Linked DNA regions of Muntiacus reevesi: regions 2 and 3 are each linked to region 1. Evidence: chromatin contacts called from public Hi-C data. All regions are on one chromosome and are shown on one strand. The core of a region is the stretch at or near the end of the contact, and the rest is flanking DNA. Distances in the headings are between cores, read along the strand shown.

Region 1 (3,368 bases), core at 643-3,142:
TCAGAAAGAAAACAAATTTATGGTTACCAAAGGAGTTGGGGGTTAAGGATAAACCAGGAACTTGGGACTAAGAGATACACACTATACATGAGATAGACAACAAGGACCTACTATATAGCACAGGGAACTATATTCAACATCAACATATTGAACTATATTACATATCAATATATCAAAACTACACAGCACAGGGAACTATACTCGATATTGAACTATATTCAAATAGGTTATTTTAATAACCTGTAACAATCCACTCCAGTATTCTGGCCTGGAGAATCCCATGGCTATAGTTCATGGGGTCGCAAGAGCGACACGACTGAGCGACTAGGCACATGCACAATGGAAAACAATCTGAAAAGAACAGGTAAATACATATAACTGAACCACTTTACTGTACACCCAAATCATCATAAATCAACTAGTCTTCAACTTTCTTGAAAGTTAAGGGGTAAAAAAGGGGATCCAAACAGTTGTGTAGTTACAATGACTAAGGATTATGATTCACAAGAAGTGCGCCTGGCTATTAAAACTAAAGATCAGGAAGGATGTAAGAAGGAAAGATAACAGATTCTTGCAGACGAAAGCACTTTAGAGGACAGAACATAATAGTTACAAATTCCAGTTCAGCAAACAACAATTGTCAATTAGGGGAAAGAAATGCCATGTTTAAAATTTTTGCTTTAACGCTTAATTAGTGGGACCTACCTCAAGTTACCTCTCTGCACCTGTTTCTGTCTATGCAAAATAGAGGATCACCTACCTATCATGAAGACGGAATTATACAAGAATGCAGATATGAAGCATGAAGCACCCAGAAACACTCAGCCAACGTTCATCAAAAGCAATGAATTAAAAGCACATTAATACAATACAGTGGTAAAACCGCCCACGTGAAGTACACCAACTTCTCGCCCAGGAATCTCCACCAGTTATGGCCAGCAGATTAGACTGAACAAGCCACATCTGGATTCGAACTCTGTCAGCAAAATTTCATCCAAGGAATTCACCTTTTCAGGCCAATACCTCTTTCCAGAAATATCCGTTATTTCCCACCTTCCCTAAACGGCACTCCTGAACTGCGGTATCAATCATGAACATCATTATAGAATAACCATCTTGAAACTGTGATAGCATTTTCTGCCTTCAGAAGTTTTCGCTTTGATTTACAGCCCAACTTTGGAATAATTGAGTCAGCAGAATCCCCTCGTTGAGAAATAAAACAGTTAAAATAAGGACCTAAGATAGTTATTAAGCGTCAGGACCAGCCTCTGAACAGCTGATGCGCAGACCGCATTCCCTGCCCAAACTGTCCGGGTTTCAGCCCCATGGGAGGGTTGAGGCCCCAAGCCGAGCACGGTCACAAGGCCACCAGAGAGGCGACAAGACGGCAAACACGAAAAGGGGGAGGGCGCGGGAGGGTCTCTGTTTCCCGCTATTCTTATTGCCTCCCGCAGCTGCGCCCCGCGCGGGCCTGTGTGATGCCCAGTCAGAGACCGGGCGGCGCCAGAGCTCGGCCCCGAGGCCCGCCTCCCCGGACCGCGGAGTCGCGGCCGAGGAAGGCGCGGGGCGGTGGGAGCCCCGAGGGCAGTCCCCGGGCCACGGGCGCCGCGCTTACCCGGGCAGGGCTTGCGCAGGTGTTTCTCCAACAGCGACTCCTGCAGCAGGAACTCAAACCAGGAGGTCTGCGGCGGGGTGCAGGGGCGGCTGGAGGTGGCCGCCTCCCGGTCCGCCGCCTCCGCGCTCATCCTGCCCCCGCCGCCGCTACCCCCAGGGACGCTTCCTGGCTCCAACCTGACGCTCGGACGCGGGACCCTGGGGGCCCCTGACGTGCGGAACTGCCCGGAAGCGAGAAGGCACGCGGAACGTCCCGGAAACCAACACAACCCAAAATGGCGGCCTGACCCCCTACCGGGGCTGGGCGTTCTGGATCCGCCCCCACCCCACCCCCGCCGCGCTTTCAGACCAATCGTTATTCGAGTTGGACGAGGAGGGCGTGGCCTATGTCCAGGCCACGCCTCCTCCCAGTTACCCTGGGAGACGGCTTTAGGGTGAACTGCGTCGCTGTATTGGCTTTCCCTGTTTCCTGGGCGTTTCTTGGCCAGCCGACAGAACAGCCTCTTCGGCAGGCCTCAGAGTCTTCGGAAACGTTAGTGAACGCTACAGGTTCAGACTGTGATCTAGGCAAATCTGTTTTTGTTTATTTCAATTTTCCGGCTTCCATTTCTGAGATTTCAGTTCGGTTCAGTCGCTCAGTCGTGTCCAACTCTTTGCAACCCCATGGACTGCAGCATGGACTGCAGGCCTCCCTGTCCATCACCAACTCCTGGAGTTTACTCAAACTCATCTGCATGGAGTCAGTGAGGCCATCCAACCATCTCATTCTCAGTCATCCCCTTCTCCTGCCTTCAATCTTTCCCAGCATCAGGGTCTTTTCAAATGAGTCAGTTCTTCCCATCAGGTGCCAAAATATTGGAGTTGCAGCTTCAACATCAGTGCTTCCAAAGAATACTCAGGACTGATTTCCTTTAGGATGGACTGGTTAGATCTCCTTGCAGTCCAAGGGACTCTCAAGAGTCTTCTCCAACACCACAGTTAAAGAGCATCAAATCTTCGGTGCTCAATTTTCTTTATACTCCAACTCTCACATCAATGCATGACTACTGAAAAAGCCATAGCCTTGACTAGATGGACCTTTGTTGGCAAAGTAATGTCTCTGCTTTTTAATATGCTGTCTAGATTGGTCATAACTTTTCTTCCAAGGAACAAGCATCCTTTAATTTCATGGCTGCAGTCACCATGCAGTGATTTTGTTTTTGTTTCTTTCCATTTATTTTTATTAGTTGGAGGCTAATTACTTTACAATATTGTAGTGGTTTTTGCATGCAGTGATTTTGGAGCCCCCCCAAATTAAAGTCAGTCACCATTTCCACTGTTTCCCCATCTATTTGCCATGAAGTGATGGGACCAGATGCCATGATCTTTGTTTTCCGAATGTTGAGCTTTAAACCAACTTTTTCACTCTCCTCTTTCGCTTTCATCAAGAGGCTCTTTAGTTCTTCACTTTCTGCCATAAGGGTGGTGTCGTCTGCATATCTGAGGTTATTGGTATTTCTCCTGGCAATCTTGATTCCAGCTTGTGCTTCATCCAGCCCAGCATTTCTCATGATGTGCTCTGCATATAAGTTAAAATAAGCAAGGTGACAATATACAGCCTTGATGTACTCTTTTCCTATTTGGAACCAGTTTGTTGTTCCATGTCCAGTTGTAACTTTTGCTAGCTGACCTGCATACAGATTTCTCAGGAGGCAGGTCAGGTGGACTGATATTCCCATCTCTTTCAGAATTTTCCACAGTTTATTGTGACCCAC
Region 2 (3,527 bases), core at 68-2,567, 200 kb before region 1:
ACCTAAACTGTATATTATCAAAAAGCGGTCATTTGAAACTATATAAAAATGAATATAACTTTTTTGGCTTTTACAATTTTTAATGCCCTGATTTCCACTAATGCTACCTTGCTTCTCCAAAAGTAATCAACAAGTAAACAAGGCGGGATAGGTACACTATTTTTAAAAGCAATTAAAAACAAAACACTGAAATGCATGGGAATTCATTCTGTCATTATACTACATTTTGCTACAATAGAATTTTTAAAAATTGGACTTACTAGCCCAATCAAATCCAGAGTGGTTAACTACTCTAGCACTTCTCAGAAGCCCTTGAGGTCAGATATTTTGAGATTTTCTGCCACTCTGTTAATCAAAGGCAGCAAAGTCGGGGAGCGGGGGCGGTGTATTTTAAACCATTCATCCCTGAAGTCAGACCTGGAATACAAGACAGGGCCCTGCCGAGATGTATCAGGTAACCCGATTCGTCCAATTCACTTCTCTGTGCTAGGCCTTTCACGTGTTACCTGAAGAAAATCGTCATTAAGCTTCTGACTTTATGAGGCTTAGATTCCACTGAACTCGGGTAAATTCCCTGAATTCTCTCTAAATCTTTGTTTCCATATCTGCTAGATAATACAGTTTATAGTGTACTCACTGTGCCCCTACTTTGTACCAGACACTGTTCTAAATGCTTTAATTCATAAAACTTGGAGTGTACAACTGTCCGTCATACTTGTGGCAAAGACTGATTACTTGTAAACTAATAATTTGCATAATGCCTGACTGACACACAGGAAGAACTCAAAGTTAGCCACTGCTTACTTAAAATTAATTACTAGTCATCTTTCACATTTTAAAAAAACTATTCATGCAAAAACTTTAAAGATAAGGCTCAAGCAATATGACAAACGAAGGAATTTTGCCACAATTTTGGGACCGATGTGAAAGCTCCTGTGGCTTCACTCCCACCCCACACCCGGGGCTGACCCCAGGGCACATGCGTTGTAACGCCAAGGGTCAGGTCGGCCCCGAGGCCCGCCGCGCCCACGAGCGTCCCTTCCGGCCTTGCTCCCTGACCTCGGGACAGGCCGGGCTCTCACCGCAGCAGCTCCAAGCAGTAGCGGTCAGTACCCGAGGCGCCAAGTCCACTAGCCGCGGCCACGCTCCGCCCGGACGCCACGGGCTCCGAAAGCCGCCATGCGCGCGCCCACAGGCCCCGGAGTGGTCGGCGGCAACACAGGCCGGGGACGCCTAGCCGCAGAGGTCCCCACGCCGAGCCCAACGTGGAGGCCGCCATGACACAGACGCCGCGTGCCCTTCGACCCCGCGCTCTCGGCGCGCGGCTACGCTCGGCCACGCCCCCGGCAGGTCTAGCCGCGCAGTGCGCGGCGGCAGGAAGGCGACCTCCGGCCGCCGCTCGGAGAGGAGCCAGGTGTCGCTGTGGTCCGCCGCCGCGCTCTTCAGGAAAAGCCCCGCCTGAGTTCCAGGGATTCCGCCCAGGTTTTCCCCTTCCCTTCCAGGCCCTCCTGGAGGTGTGTTTATCGAGATAGGAGAATGGAGAATAATTTGACAGTTTACTAGCTTGATTTATAACTTTTAAACAATTATTCACATGGCATGTGAGCCTCCTTAGGCCCTCTTAATCTCAGGCCGGTCAAATATTACGGTTGGGTCTAGTTGCCAGGACCCGAGACCTGGTCCAAGCTGCTTACATCTGGATCCAAATAACACTTCCTGCCTCCAGGTTTGACCGGACGTTTCCTGCTGCCGCCACACATTTCAGTTCAGTTCAGTCGCTCAGTCGTGTTCGACTCTTTGCGACCCGGTGGACTGCAGCGCGCCAGGCCTCCCTGCCCATCACCATCTCCCCAGAGCTTGTTCAGACTCATGTCCATCGAGTCGGTGATGCCATCCAACCATCTCATCCTCTGTCGTCCCCTTCTCCTCCTGCCCTAATTCTTTCCCAGCATCAGGGTCTTTTCTAATGAGTCCTCTCTTCACATCAGGTGGCCAAAGTATTGCAGCTTCAGCATCATTCCTTCCAGTGAATATTCAGGACCGATCTCTTGTTGGATGGACTGGTTGGATCTCCTTGCAGTCCAAGGGACTCTCAGGAGTCTTCTCCAACACCACAGTTCAAAAGCATCAATTCTTTAGCGCTCAGCTTTCTTTATGATCACGTCCACACATGACTACTATGTAAAACCATAGCTTTGACTAGAGGGACCTTTGTCCGCAAAGTAATGTCTCTGCTTTTTAATGTGCTATCTAGGTATGTCATAGCTTTTCATCCAAGGAGCCACACTAGATCTTTCTAAAATGTACCTCTGATCATGATCCTTCTCTAACTGACAAACTTTACTGCCTGTTGGCTAAAGCTCCTCCTTTCAGCTTTACCTTAAAGCTTTACCTTACAGCCTCAACCCAAGCGTTTGTGACTCTAGCTTAATGTTTCTCCTTAAACCCAAGGGAGAGTTCTGGTTTTCTGGACCTAAGAACTCCAGCCAATTCACCCTGCCTTGGTTTTACTCCCTGACACAGCCTCTCTTCAGCCTATACAGGATCTCAGTCCCTCCTGCATAACGTTCTCTTTTCTCTTTGGGCTTCTGTCCTTTAGCACTAAGTTTAAACCTGCTCAAAAAAAAAAAAAAAAAAAAATCCCTTATCTCCACTTGCAATTCTGGTCTCCTGCCTACCTGGACTTTTCCATCTCAACTCTTAGTCTTTTCGTCTGGACAATGTGCCCGTTCTCACAATCAGGGGAGAAATACTTTGGAATCATCTTTACCTATTCTTTCTTGTATATCTAATGTAATCTAACTGGTCAGGTCCTATCAATTCTTCTTTCGTCATATATTCACATCCATGACAGCAAAAGTACCTGGAATCAGATCCTGGCTCTACTTCCTATTATCTCTGTGACCTTGAGTGACCTTTTCTTGTGCTTCGAATTCCTCCACTGTGAAATGGTAAGAGTAATAGAAGCCAAAGTTTTTGTGAGAATTAAATGAGTTAATATGTTTAAGGCATCCAGGGCATTGCCTGACCCATAAATAGCACTCAAAACAAGTCATCTATGTAGGGAAAACATTAAGAAAGACTGTTTAAAAGGACCAAAAAGATTTCTGGGTGTCTTAATGGAAAGTTAGACACTGTCCAGGTTGTCTGATTTTATGGGTTTTTTGTGCCTTTCACTGTCTTTGAAGTGTTTTATAGTTCTGTAAGTGGCAGAATATTGATAATGCAAATAATTCTTGTTCATGACTTATGCAAATTATATCCGTAGGAGATTCTGTCGATTACTATTCTGTGGTTATTGTCCGATTTTACCTGTTTCTTATCTATAAACAGATTTACTTAAGCTTCCTGACTGCCTATATATGTCTAGTAGTTTGAATACTTCATTGAACTGATTGTAAGATCTTACTGGTTCCCCCACAAATTAATGAAGTTAATTTTTTAATTTTTGGCTATGCTGGGTCACCATTGTTGCGTGCAGTCTTTCTCTAGTTGCAGGGAGTTGGGACTATTGTCTAGTTGATATG
Region 3 (3,540 bases), core at 310-2,809, 230 kb after region 1:
CTAGAGAGCAGAAAGAAGGAATCAGAAAATTCAAAAGCAGAAACCAAAGAATCAGAAAACAGAAAAATGATAGAAGTAATAAATATAAATGCAACAGTTGGCTCTCTGAAAAAAACAAATAATAAAATAGATAAACTGTTAGCTAACGGAGGAAACTGGATGGCTGAGGAAGGAAGTGGATAGGAGACTTACTTTAAAAAAATAATTTGTTAAATATTTCAGACACACCAAAGAACACCAGCCTTATCAAAGCATATGAAGCTCATGAATTACATCTCTCTATGGTTCACCGCTATCTTGAAATTTTAGTGTTTATCACTCCAGTGCTTTTCTTTTTAATTTTGTAACATATATATGCTCCTAAAAATTTATTTTATATGTTTAAAACTATTTAAATGCTGTACACTTTTCAACATGTGAATGGGTATTTGCTTAACCATTTTTTAGATTATCCATGTTAGTACATATAGAACTGCATTTAGCATTAAATACAGCATTCTTTCTACCTGCTTTATATTTTGCATTGCATAAACATACCAGAGTTTACTGATTTTTTTGAGATCTTTTTTCTTTTTGATTATTTCATATTAATGACAATTAAGTTTACAGTTTTTTAAAACTATAAAGTGTTGCCATGAATACTCTTGTATCTGTAGGTATTTCTCTGGGCACATGTGCAAGAAGTTTCGTAAAAGTGGGGTGTGTGGGTATGCATGCTCAGTCGCTTCAGACTCTTTGCCACAGATGAACTGCAGCCCACCAAGTTCCTCTGTCCATAGAATTTTCCAGGCAAGAATACTGGAGTGGGTTGCCATTTTCTGCTCCAGAGGATCTTCCTGATCCAGGGGTCTAACCGGAGTCTCCGGCGTTTCCTCCATTGACAGGTGGCTTCTAGACCACAGAGCCACCTGGGAAGCTAGAAGTGGGGTGGGCACGAGTGATTTTACTAGAGAATTCCTAATTGCTCTCTCCTGCACTTGCGCCACGATACACCAAACAGTTCCAGTTGCCGCAGTGTTTATCAACAGGGAGCCAAGGAGGCTTCCTTTTCACTCTACATGGTAACTGCTCATGGCATTTTACGTTTTACAATTTTTTGAAAATTAAAAAAAAATTCACAGTAAGCCTGTGGATTAGGTATTATGATTGACAAGGGACATTTTTCCAGATGAGAAAACAAAAACAAAAACAAAATAACCTCTTCGTTTTGAGAGTTTCATCTTTAAAAAGAAAAGTGTCTTACTTTTCACGAGCGCTGACTGCACCTTGTTCCTGCCAGCCCTGGAAAAGTTACTTGCTGGCGGGTTCACCGGGACCGGGTATCCTGACTTGGCAGGACTCCCTGACCCTCCTCCGCCTCTGCTAAGCCCGCTCGGCACTCGGCCACCCGGAGGTCGTCGTGGCTCTAAAACGCGGTAGGACGACGCGGTTTGGACCACTGGAGACTCCGTAGTCCTTTCCCCGCCCACCCATCCCCCCTACATCTCTCGGCGCTGGGAGAGCGCTGTCCGCCGCCCTGGAGAACGCTGGGCAGGCGACTTCCGGCAGCGCGACGCGTAGCGATAGGTCCAGACTTCCGGCTCCAGCGCTCTGGTCACGGGAAGTACCGTCGTCTCTCCCTCTCCTCAGCCGCTGTCGCCGAGCTTGGAGGGCTGCCCCGGAAGTCCTCCCCCTTCCCCCGCCCGCGGCAAACATGGCGGTGGACTCGGCGATGGAGCTGCTATTTTTAGACACTTTCAAGCACCCGAGCGCCGAGGTACGTCTTCGCGACGTGATTCCGACCCTGTTTTTCGACGTGGGGACCCTAAAAAAAAAAAAAAGTCGTTAGGCGTGCCTCGACTTTTCCTTGTGCCGATTGCCGCTTTAATTCATCACACACTGTCCTCTCATCCTGGGTGTGGGCGCCGCGTCTGGGGAGGGTGGCGGGAGCTCCCCCACCCCCTCCTCATTTCCCTGAATTACTTGAGGCCCCGCGTCGTCTTTGGTTGAGTTGGCTGCTCTACTTGGCTTTGCTTCCCCCCACTCTCCCACTAGTTCCCTCGGGTCCTCTTTGGGCCTTGAAAAGGATCCTGAGTATCACGTTTACTGCAAGTGGTGTTTCGAAAGGGGTCTTGGACAGCTTGTGCTTGACAGCAGTGTCGGTGACTCAGCGGGTCACGTTGGTTTTCTGGTTTCTAAATTCCTGCTCCTAGGTCCCTTTTCTAACGGGAGTCGTGCCACCCAAGCGTGACATTCATTCGGTTGAAGACTGCAGCGTTCTCCAGTTTGCTCTGAAACTTTAATAAGTACTTATCTCTTAGAAAGATTTCACACGTAAGGACAAGAAGTACACCGAACGTCCTTTGCATGGAGAATACTTGTGAAGAGGAGAGATTTGTAGTCAGACTGTAGAGAACAATTGTGTTGTCTTGAGGGGTGAGAGTGGGCTGTTGTAATTGTTGTGTATTAACTTGAGTGCCCTTGAATGTATGACTCGCTCTGCCATATATAAATTAAATAACTAGTTAACCAGAGGTTCCCGAAAACCGGCCAACAACGAACAGTAATGAAGTCCGTAGAGAAACTTAAAAGAAACCCCAGAGCTCACATTTCTCTTTAAGTGTAGACGTAATTTAGACAACTTTTTTTTTTTTTTAATTGAGGTATACTTGATTTACATTATTAGTTTCAAGAGTACAACATAGTGCTTTACACTTTTTATAGATTATATTGCATTTAGAGATATTATAAAGTATTGGCTGTATTCCCAGTGCTGTACAATATATCCTTGTGTGCACTTCGCTGTGTCTGACTCTGCGACCCCATGGACTATGTAGACCGCCAGGCTCCTCTGTCCGTGGGATTTTACTGGCAAGAATACTGGAGTGGGTTGCCATTTCCTCCTCCGGGGATCTTTCCGGCTCAGGGATCAAACCTGCACCGGCTGCAGTCGGATTCTTTACCTCTGCGGCCACCTGGGAAGCCCTTAAGCTTATTTATTCTATACATAGAGTCATTTTTGGAGTTCCCAAGTGGCCTAGTGATAAAGAACCCGCCTGCCAATGCAGGAGACATAAGAGTCGAGTGTTCGATTCCTGGGTCGGGCAGACCCCCTGGAGGAGGGCATGGCATCCCATTCCAGCACTATTCTTGCTTGCAGAATCCCATGGACAGAGGAGCCTGGCTGGCTACAGTCCATGGGGTCACAAAGAGTCGGACTCTACTGAATGAAGTGACTTAGACACACACAGGCTCAGTCGTTTGTGCCTTGAGGGAAAACTTTTCTTTCTTCAGATAGAGATGGTAGTGGGTAGCAGATGTACTTTGGAACTTGATAAAATAAAAACTTTGACAACCTTGGTCTTATTTTAATGAGTAACTTACAGATCTAAAAATGAAGATATTTGGAAACTGGAGCATATCATTTGCTGTGTGTGTGCTAAGTTGCTTCAGTCCGGTCGGACCCTTTGTGACCTTCTAGACTGTAGCCTGTCAGGCTTCTATGGCCATGAAACTCTCCGGGCAAGAGTACCAGAGTGGGTTGCCATGCCCTCCTCCAGG

What was found. Hi-C and Micro-C count contacts between places; a contact is called where the count stands out from the background.
Region 2: a contact with region 1 is called in a Hi-C map of blood, with 5 times the contacts expected there. The contact joins the promoter of NDUFAF6 here to the promoter of INTS8 in region 1. A contact is called at or near these places in 2 of 3 Hi-C or Micro-C datasets (blood and muscle).
Region 3: a contact with region 1 is called in a Hi-C map of muscle, with 3 times the contacts expected there. The contact joins the promoter of VIRMA here to the promoter of INTS8 in region 1. A contact is called at or near these places in 2 of 3 Hi-C or Micro-C datasets (blood and muscle).

What each region holds. Positions count from the first base shown.
Region 1 is chr12:11,693,544-11,696,911 of mMunRee1.1, reverse strand. INTS8 (integrator complex subunit 8) reads right to left here and starts at 1,892. Exons shown (of 26, transcript XM_065902473.1): 1 at 1,616-1,892. The coding sequence starts at 1,745.
Region 2 is chr12:11,888,309-11,891,835 of mMunRee1.1, reverse strand. It overlaps NDUFAF6 (NADH:ubiquinone oxidoreductase complex assembly factor 6), which reads right to left and starts at 1,317. Exons shown (of 9, transcript XM_065902777.1): 1 at 1,083-1,317. The coding sequence starts at 1,279.
Region 3 is chr12:11,462,394-11,465,933 of mMunRee1.1, reverse strand. It overlaps VIRMA (vir like m6A methyltransferase associated), which reads left to right and starts at 1,559. Exons shown (of 24, transcript XM_065902509.1): 1 at 1,559-1,756. The coding sequence starts at 1,694.